Linked DNA regions of Mus musculus: region 2 is linked to region 1. The links are chromatin contacts, called in public Hi-C maps. All regions are on one chromosome and are shown on one strand. Each heading gives the region's core, a stretch centred on a gene start, on an enhancer-like site or on the middle of the called end of the contact. The rest is flanking DNA. Distances are from core to core; before and after follow the strand shown. Region 1 overlaps Gm30905 (a long non-coding RNA gene). Region 2 has its middle 41 kb from the start of Gm26101.

What was found. A called contact is a pair of places that touch in the nucleus more often than the background predicts.
Region 2: a contact with region 1 is called in a Hi-C map of cerebellum, with 6 times the contacts expected there. The contact joins two enhancer-like sites. A contact is called at or near these places in 6 of 484 Hi-C or Micro-C datasets (brain, cerebellar granule neurons, cerebellum and 1 more), 1 of 115 datasets of contacts at active chromatin or transcription factors (astrocytes) and 2 of 9 other capture datasets (embryonic tail and embryonic trunk).

Annotation. Positions count from the first base shown.
Region 1 is chr9:90,692,166-90,696,684 of GRCm38.p6, forward strand. All of the region lies in intron 1 of Gm30905 (a long non-coding RNA gene), which reads right to left. Among named protein-coding and RNA genes, the nearest start is that of Gm30905, 11 kb to the right of the region's middle. Within about 2 kb of position 2,301, at least 25 of the 459 cell types and tissues checked have an H3K27ac peak or open chromatin away from gene starts, as enhancers often do. A contact at or near this core is called in cerebellar granule neurons and cerebellum, where this site is marked.
Region 2 is chr9:91,796,267-91,800,785 of GRCm38.p6, forward strand. No RefSeq gene overlaps it. Among named protein-coding and RNA genes, the nearest start is that of Gm26101, 41 kb to the right of the region's middle. Within about 2 kb of position 2,080, at least 7 of the 459 cell types and tissues checked have an H3K27ac peak or open chromatin away from gene starts, as enhancers often do. A contact at or near this core is called in cerebellar granule neurons and cerebellum, where this site is marked.

The DNA.
Region 1 (4,519 bases), core at 1,051-3,550:
AAAAATTTAAAGTCTTGGACGAAAACTTGACCTAGAGTCTTCTCCAGGTTTTGGCGGTTCATTTTCCAAACACCCCTCTGAGACCAAGAGGTGCAGGATGAAAGCATTAAAACAGATGGGTAAAAGCCCCCAAAGAAAAAAAAGAACCAATGATTGTGATTTAATCCACTAATGAAAGGGAGGAATTAAGTAAAATCTTAAATATGAGCAACGTGTAAAAGACTGTTAGATCGTACCTATAACAAAAATGTATTAACCGCATGGTAGGTTACAGTCAAGCAGACGCTTGAATTAAACACATGGAATATAAAAGGGTCCACATTCACTGACTTACCCTGCATAGGATAAAGCAATTGTGCTAGCATCAGTTTTGAAGATATTCCTATCTAAAGGCTTATGGAAGTCACCACAACTTGAACATCTATTGTCTGATGTTAAAGTTAAATACAGCATATGTTTAATAAAAGCAAGCAGATTAACAAAAACATGAAGACCAAAACAAAACAGATAAAAAACAAAACAAAACAAAAATATACACACACGCGCACACACACACACACACACACACACACACACACACACACAGAGAGAGAGAGAGAGAGAGAGAGAGAGAGAGAGAGAGAGAGAAATACATGTATACGTGTTGCTCACTATTTCAGCCAAGTGCAAGAACTTTTTGTTTCACTCTCTTTGCCATTAATTTACCCAGAATTTTAAAAACTGAGCAAAATGGACTCATATTGAAAGAAAGGACCAATTAGTGTTGGATTAACATTCATGGTTATTTACAGTTGTTTTTGTACTTGTCCCTGTGCTCTGACTTCCTAAAATTTCACAACCCAAAGATTTAGAAAAATGGGGTTGTTTAGACGCAAAGTGCAATGAAGTGGCCGTGACTATTGTGTAGACACCACCTCTCTCATTATACCCTCTCAATCAACACTCAGTACACAGGAAACCGCAATAAAGCCCATCTGCCACGGTTAATCTGCAGGCAAACCCACACCCATGTCTATGCCCGTTACTCTCCAGCCTTATTATTCTCAGATCCAAAGCTTCATAAGGGATCAGCCAAAGTCCATTAAAGTAAATAATAGCCAGAAATGACAGGCTTAGCAAGGATTGGGAGGAAGTTGAACACCAATCTGAGCTCTGAGCTCTGATTAATAGAGAAAAGCATTAGGAGAAAAGGGGAGAAAAATGACCTCAGTCTGCTCCAAAGAATTCCTGAACCTTCGTTGTTAGGGCAAGTGCTACCATCTGAGACGTTAGTGATCCTTGAATTTCCTTCACTTTGATGCAGCTCAAATGGGAAAATTCTGAAGGTTCAGCAAGGTCCCAGACCTCAGCTGGAGAGCTGTCTGGAGTCAACCCTGTCAAAATTCTCTTGTGCAAGAGAAAGCCTTTATTAGCTAGATTGCAACAACAACAATAACAACACCCACAAATGCGCTACACGGTCTCATAAGGAGGCCTGCCTGTGCTCTAAATTGCCTATGCATTTATTGTTTCCTTGTTCATAGTCAGTTTTTAAAAGTCTCCAAACAAATGCACTAAAATAAAACAATAGGGATTCTTAAAATGAATGTTTTGCAGGAGGAACTAGCTGAATTTAGTGTGCTGATAGGCAAGTAGGTCTGTATTCCTGTGTGTGGGGTGGAGTAGTCAAGCACTTATTCAATTTAATTTTAAAATGTGGTATTTCTTTTCATCATACAACGAAGGGGAAACAAACCTTCGCAAGCATTTTAAAATCTGTTCAGTCAAGTAAAAATCTTAAAATATAGCAGATATTATAACTGTAGGTTTTTATATAAATTGACTGGTTGGGGGTGGTACAAGAAACAACACAATCCTCAAATTAGCTGAAAATTTCTTTCCCCGCCACTTAAATGTAAATACCTTTTGAACTTCTGTTTGGTTTGTTTCTTAATGTAAGTGGTCTGGGAGGGTCACACCCCACCCCACCTTTCTCCCCACATAGGCATATTTGCTCTTGAAATGGGACAGGTTTAGTTTGGAATTTTGCTACAGCTCTTCACAAAGCTCTGAAGAAATTTGTGTCTGCTAGATACCGTCTGTGGTCAGGAAGAATTCACTTCGATCTGCTCCATGATTTTTTTTTAAATACTTGTACAAAACCGTATTTGTTTTACAAAACGCAGACTGAGATGAGAGTCCTGGCGAGAACTCTCAGAAACTGGGAGGCTTTTTAAAGTAAGAGAAACTAACGGCACAGCTCTGCCTGCCTCTGCGAGATCCCAGTCTGAAGGGCAGACTGCATTTGGCACAGACAAGCAAATGCACGAAAGACCCCAGTGGTTTCTCAGGAAGATGGTAATGATCCTGACGAGGACTGGATATCGGGGAGGCTCACCTTCAAATGCATTTTTCATTCAAGTTTATATTGTAGCATGCAAATTTCGTAAATAAAGTGAAGAGGTAAGGGCAAGAACTGCGGCTAAATGATGGTGTATCGCAGACACTGCTGACGACTTGGTTAATGCACTCTTGATGCACATGTGGTACAATTTTCATATTTTAATCTTAAGCAGAGGACAAGAAATGACAATTATGAAAAGACAAAAGAGATGCCACCAGGAGCTGTAATTGCTAACCAGGCTGTCCAAAGATGGCAAAAGACATATGAAATCAATATTAAGTTTTCCACAAATGCAGGTATCCCGACAAGGAAATCATAGAACATCATTATAAGCAAATTCTAATACAATTTGGACAGTTTTAAAGAACACAGGATGAGCACAGAAGTTAAGGCTAACTTGCCCTCTGCCACTTTAGCTGAATTCTTGCAGAGGACAAAAGAATCCTGTGAATCATGGTTATGTATTTAGTAAGGATGTAAGCAGTGGTGGCTTTAATATATAAGTACCACCTCTCCCTCAAAATTTAAAGTATTAAAATCAGAAGGAAATTAAGTAGTTCTACTATGCAGTTATAAAAAGTTGAAATTCAGTTGGTTTAATATACAAAGAAGTAAAATGCTTTGCAAGTAAAACAACATCCTAACCATAAAAAGGACTCATAATTAAACACCGAAAAGAAGTTAACGATGAAGTTAACATCATTAAAAGCATTAATAGTAAGACTATTAAATATACACCTTAGGTGTAAACATTGAAATAGAAAGAAAATGGATCAGAAAATAAAAAAGAACTTCAAAGACAAGGTGTATTCAAAGTAAATATACCAATGTACTTTGCTTTTTAAGTTAGGTTTTGCATCTCAGGCTCCAGCTTTAGATCACAGTACAAGCATTTTTGAGAAAGTTAGGTCTGATTCTGCTCACATATCTCTGGGCTTTTTGGTTACCTTTGTGGGAAAGGAGCACACAGCAAAAAGGCTTGCGGTAGTTGTGGTGGTTATGGCTGTTTTTAAGGAAATCTTTTTTTGACCTTTTTCATTCCTTCAGAAATGGTTTTACATCTTTATAGAAATGACCGGAAGTATTGCTAACCCAGCTGAACATTTAAAACCTTTAATGAAATGAAATGTTTAGGATTTTCTCTCCTATCTTCTCATGATTCCTGTAATCAAGCTTCATTTTCAATTCAGACTTCTCCACCACTACACAGAATGCAATAGGAAACAATAACTTTCAATGTTGTGTGAAAATGCTATATTTGGAGTTCAGATTCAATGATTCTGAGAGTGACTTGGTTCTGGACACGTGTCATCACGCTCAAAGGCTCTTTCTGTGAGTGTGGTGATGGTGAGCATCAAACCCAAAACACGTGGATTGTTTGCTGTGTGCCTTTACACTTCCGAAGAACTTCGCCCCCTTGCACGTCACCTTCATGCCAGCAGACTTCTGTACATTCCCAAGTTATCTCGGACTTGGCATAAATAAAAAGAAAATACAGCCTATGCATGTAAAATATGCTTAAGGTCAATTAAAGGCATGACATCATATTTACATATCACAAAATACATGCTATATATGCATGTATATTATTTATGCATGCATATTATATCATATAATAACAAATGTGCGATGTCACACAGCATGAGTAAGATAGTAACTGGACTTGTGGTCTTGACATTTCTATTTTTATGGTTAGTACAAAGTAACTGAAATTTTAATGCTACTTTAATATAAGAAGGGTCTTAATAATAAATTCACTTTGTATTTATATATTAAATTATTTTTCTAAAAGGTCTGCACTAATATGTACAGTGGAATTGATTTGCTATAAATTTTAATATGACAAATTATCTTTTGACACAGCATATTACCAACACATTGAACTGCATTCTTTTCTATGTAGGAGAACAGTAGTTAAAAGAAAAGATATTGCCTTTTTCTTTTATGGAATACGAAGAAACTGGGGGCTGTTGATTATTTTAAAAATAATAAGAACCTTCAAATTCTCTATATGAGACTGTGTTATGGACTTTACATTAACCACAAGGTGTTTCTAATCTTTTAATTCTCTACATTTTCCCTGGTTTCATCCCTATATTTCAATTAATAATGACTATGAACGCAGTACCATATTTG
Region 2 (4,519 bases), core at 830-3,329, 1.1 Mb after region 1:
TAGCATTATTCTTTGAGGGAAAAGAGAAAAACAAGGGTTGGTGAACATTGTGTGGGGAAATGGAGACTAAATTTGGACAGATTGCCAATATTCATTAGGAAAGTAAATTACAATGTGAAAGAAACAAGAACTGGGTTTAGAGAAATGTATTTCAGGGAGCACCTAGCAGACAGCTTCAATGAACACAGTGTGCCTGACCAGTATACGTGGGGACTGTGTCTGCTCAGTGTGTGCTGTTTTGGTAGGGCGAGAAAGCAAAGAGCAACTATTCTGTTAGGTTTGGGTACTTTCTTCCTAAGATTCAAATGGCACCAGTGATAGATGAAGTAACTGATTGACATATTCACATGGAAATGGAATATGTGCTTATACCTCATAGAGATAGACCATCACCTTAATTACTAAGCATCGTAGAGCAAAAGACACAATAGCCAACTGGTAAACCAAAACCAGAGAGAATGAGGGAAGGGAAGAAGTATGAATCTCTAATTTATGTGAGAAAAATAAAATGTTCGCACTTATCTTTGGATAGTAGTTTGTATATTCTGTGTAGATTGAATATTTAAATGAAAAGACTTTCATTATTATTTATGGATACAGTGCCATACTCTGAATGAAAGTGTAAAACTGCCTATATTGTTTCCACCTCATATTGTAACATTCCACTTACTCACTCATGTTAATAGAATAAAATAGGAACCTCTCTCCACTGTTGTCCTGCTTTGCATCCTCTGCATCTTTGTAGAGAATCTCAGGAGCCATCCAGAGTTCTTCAGGCACAGAAGGTGGGGTTCTCTGTTCCTTCCCTCTGCTCTGCTCCCAGCATGCCTTTCACTCTCTCGTTCTTTGATTGTGATGGTGTTGTTTTTCTCTATTCTGTTCTTTTCTGGGTATGGAAGCATAAACGCTGAATTAATCCAACTTAGGTAGCCCTTAGGATAATTTTTTAAGCAGCAGGAAATGGGCTATCTAGCTGCGCAGATAATGATATCAGCTGCTTCCTTCCAAAACAACAGGTGCTTTGGCAGAAAATGTATGTCATCACACTGGGACGATGACATCAGTTCATACTTCAGCTTAATTATAAACCACCTCCATTAATCCTCCAGTAATTAAACATTTTGTGTGTATTGCAAGGTGAAATGTAAAGTTAAAGGTGCCCTGTAATTCATCACAGGATTTAAGAAAGCATTTTCTTCACAGGGTATTTCCTATACACAACAAAACAGATATTTCCAAAATCTTTGTGCCATACTAGAAAACTAAATTTCTTTCTTCTTTTAGAAAATTATAAACACAAAGGTAATTAATAAAATGCACCATTTTTATATGTATTATTCATTTAAGAATACAAGGAACAAAGTAGTTAATGCAGGCTTTATATGATTCAGAATTAATTAAAAAACCTCTTTAATTATTTAAAATATTAAATATTCGAGGAAACTAAAGAATTACTATTTTAGTTTTGTATTTTCAACAAAAACATGAAATATGCTTATTTGTATTTTAATAAAAATATCTAAACTAGTTATACTGATGAGTGTCATAAATATTAGAAATTAAGGTGCTTTGTTAAGCATGAAACATTTTTTCATAAATATTTGGATCATTGCTTAAATTTTCAATATTTAAAATTTTCATGGGAACATTTTTGTGCTATGATTAACATAATGAGATGCAAAAAGATATTTTATACATAAAACTTTTCTTGCTTCAAAATATAAATACAATAAATAAAAAGCATACTGGATCTTCCTTTTAGCTTTAAGAGATAAGGCTGTCAATTTATTTGAATTTGTTGTTTTCTTCAGGGGTCACAAAGCTTCTAAGCAAACTGTTTATGAGGAATATGAGTATCTAAGGACCTAACCACTCAAGAATCAATCTATTCTTCATTTGCAACCAGGTAAGGCCCATATTGGCATCTTTGAAATTTCTGTACACAGCGCTTAACAATTTAGCTAACATGATTTTTGCGGAATGACAGAACAGCGTTTAATACAATTGTTCCCATTAAGAAATAGCTGTTCCCGAAGATCTTAGTTATTCACTGTATATCCATTTAAAAGTCCACCTTCATAGATAGAAATGGAGTAATCTCTGGGGTGTTGCCAAATACATCATTCACTCTTTATCACAAAGCTGTCATAACAAGCTGCAGAAAATTGTTCTTAAACAGATTAGTTTTTAAAAAAACGTAACCAGTTAACAAGACTTTCTCTCTTTGTAGATGCAAAATGATAAATCCATCTAAGAAGAGTTTTATTTTTTACAAGTGAACTTAGGCTGGATTTTTTTTTTTTTTTGTGGATTTAGTTGGAGCATTTGGGGGAGCATATGGAGCTCTCTGCGGCGCCACGGGACCACGCGGTTATGAAATCTGATCAGTGCTTCCCCAGTGACAGCTGTGCCTTTACACCATCAGAAAATTTTCAGACTTCTAATTTGTCATAACTACCTCCTGTGGAAAGGAAATATGTTATGTAGCCAAACAAAATTTTTTTTAGTGCTCAGCCCTATAAACAATTCCTAAGCTTCATTTTTTGTGGTTCACTGATGCAACTCTCACACCAAAAACATACAGAGCCATCAAAAGCTAGGGCGAGCTACTGTTGCCCCACCCACTCAAAAAGCATTCTAATGGCAATGCGTCTAGAGAAAGATTCTGTCACAGAGTTTAGCAGTTTAAAGACATTGAACTCTTGGTTGATTTCAAAAACCCACGGAAACCGTTGAGAGGTTTTAGTCTGGATTCTCTGAACACTTGTCTCTCTCTTCATCAAACACTCTTTGGAGTGGCTGAATATTATGTTGTCCTCTTAGGCCCTGCTTCTTTTTACATGGAGAGTCTGAAGTGCAGATACTTCTACCTATTAGCTTGTCATGCCTTGATCCAGCCACTTAAGGAAGAAGTATTTACTCTTCTCCCATGTGAACACTTATGCAGGGTTCCATGTTGTCAGTCTTCTTATAGCCCCACTGTGGAGAGAGACCATAGGATGCAATTCAGATGTTATCAACCCAACTGTCATTGAAGATGCAACTTCAAGTTTGATATCAGCATCTATTTCTGGACATAAGTTTGTTTGGGAGTTTTTTGAAGTGTCACCTCATTAGACAAATGAAATATTCACGTATACTTCCTCTTGCTAAATAGGTGAGTCTCACCACCTTTACATATAATCAAGATAAACGTCATGGTTGTCTTTCCTTTTACTTCAGGTTAGCTGTGCAGGCATTAGGACTACATATACTCTTCCTTCATTGTTCAGTGTTTCATGCCCATTACGAAGTGTAAAACAAAATCTTCTACAATATCAAGAATGACTCACATATGCAAACATCTATTCTGCATTCCTCTTATATCTGGTAGGACATAATAAGCAAATGAAATAGTAATTTATCATAACTAAATTAATTTAAATCTAAATGAATTAAATGGACTAACTAGCTCACATATCAACTGATTAAAATATCTTCACGGTAGAGACAGTGTTTATTATTGCCATTTTTAAGATAAGGAAAACAATACACCATTGAGGTAAAAAGAAATTATAGTAGATTTAGAGGTTGAAACCATTTTGTCCTATGTAGTACCAATGCTAATCAGCATGAGGAAGTATGAAAGACTCAATTTGGAATCTGAACTTGACACTGATAAAAGATAAATGGACACGAGTTCTATTAGTTCTTCCAATTGACTTAGCTCATGACACTAACAGTACTGCTTGCTGAGTCTTGGTTGTTATATCTTTAACATAACAGGGTGAGACTGGTAATATCTTTTTTATAATAAAATTGTATGCTGTAGATTACAATATAGAGTCATTTGTGCAGACATAAATCATTTTACATATGCTGTTTATCTCTAACTTCTCATTTCCTCATGGTTAATACTTTGTACACAGTTTTTAACCCATCATATACTGATAAAAGAGGGACAGTAAATCAGTCAGATAATCACATCAAAGCCATGATAATAGTCTATTTCTTTTCAACTCTACATCCATATCCTTAGAATGCATCTTTTTAAAACTTACTTAATCTGCAAATAAAAACTTAGATACAAATTTGAGGCTGTGGAAATAGTTGTTCTGATAAAGTGGTTGTTCCACAAGCATAAAAACCCAAGGTTGATCCCCAAAAGCCACATAAATATTTCTAGAAGTGCTGGCACACACTTGTGAAACCACCATTGGGAAAGTAGAGACAGGTGGATGCCTAAGTCAAGCTTTAGGCCAAGGAGTGACCGTGTCTGGAACAAACAAATAAAAGAAGGCAGACAGCTTCAGCTTCAGAGAAACATCATTAGAGATTGACCTCTGCCTTCTAAATGAACAACAACCCCCAACACACACACACACACACACACACACAAATGCAAACAAAAGCAAAAGTCATATGTTTTGCCTAATGTGATAAGACTCTGCCAGCTATAGCTTAAAAATAACATTTTCTTTAGATGAGGATGCCAAGTATTTGAATAAATTCTTTATATTTCATTGATATCTTGAAATGT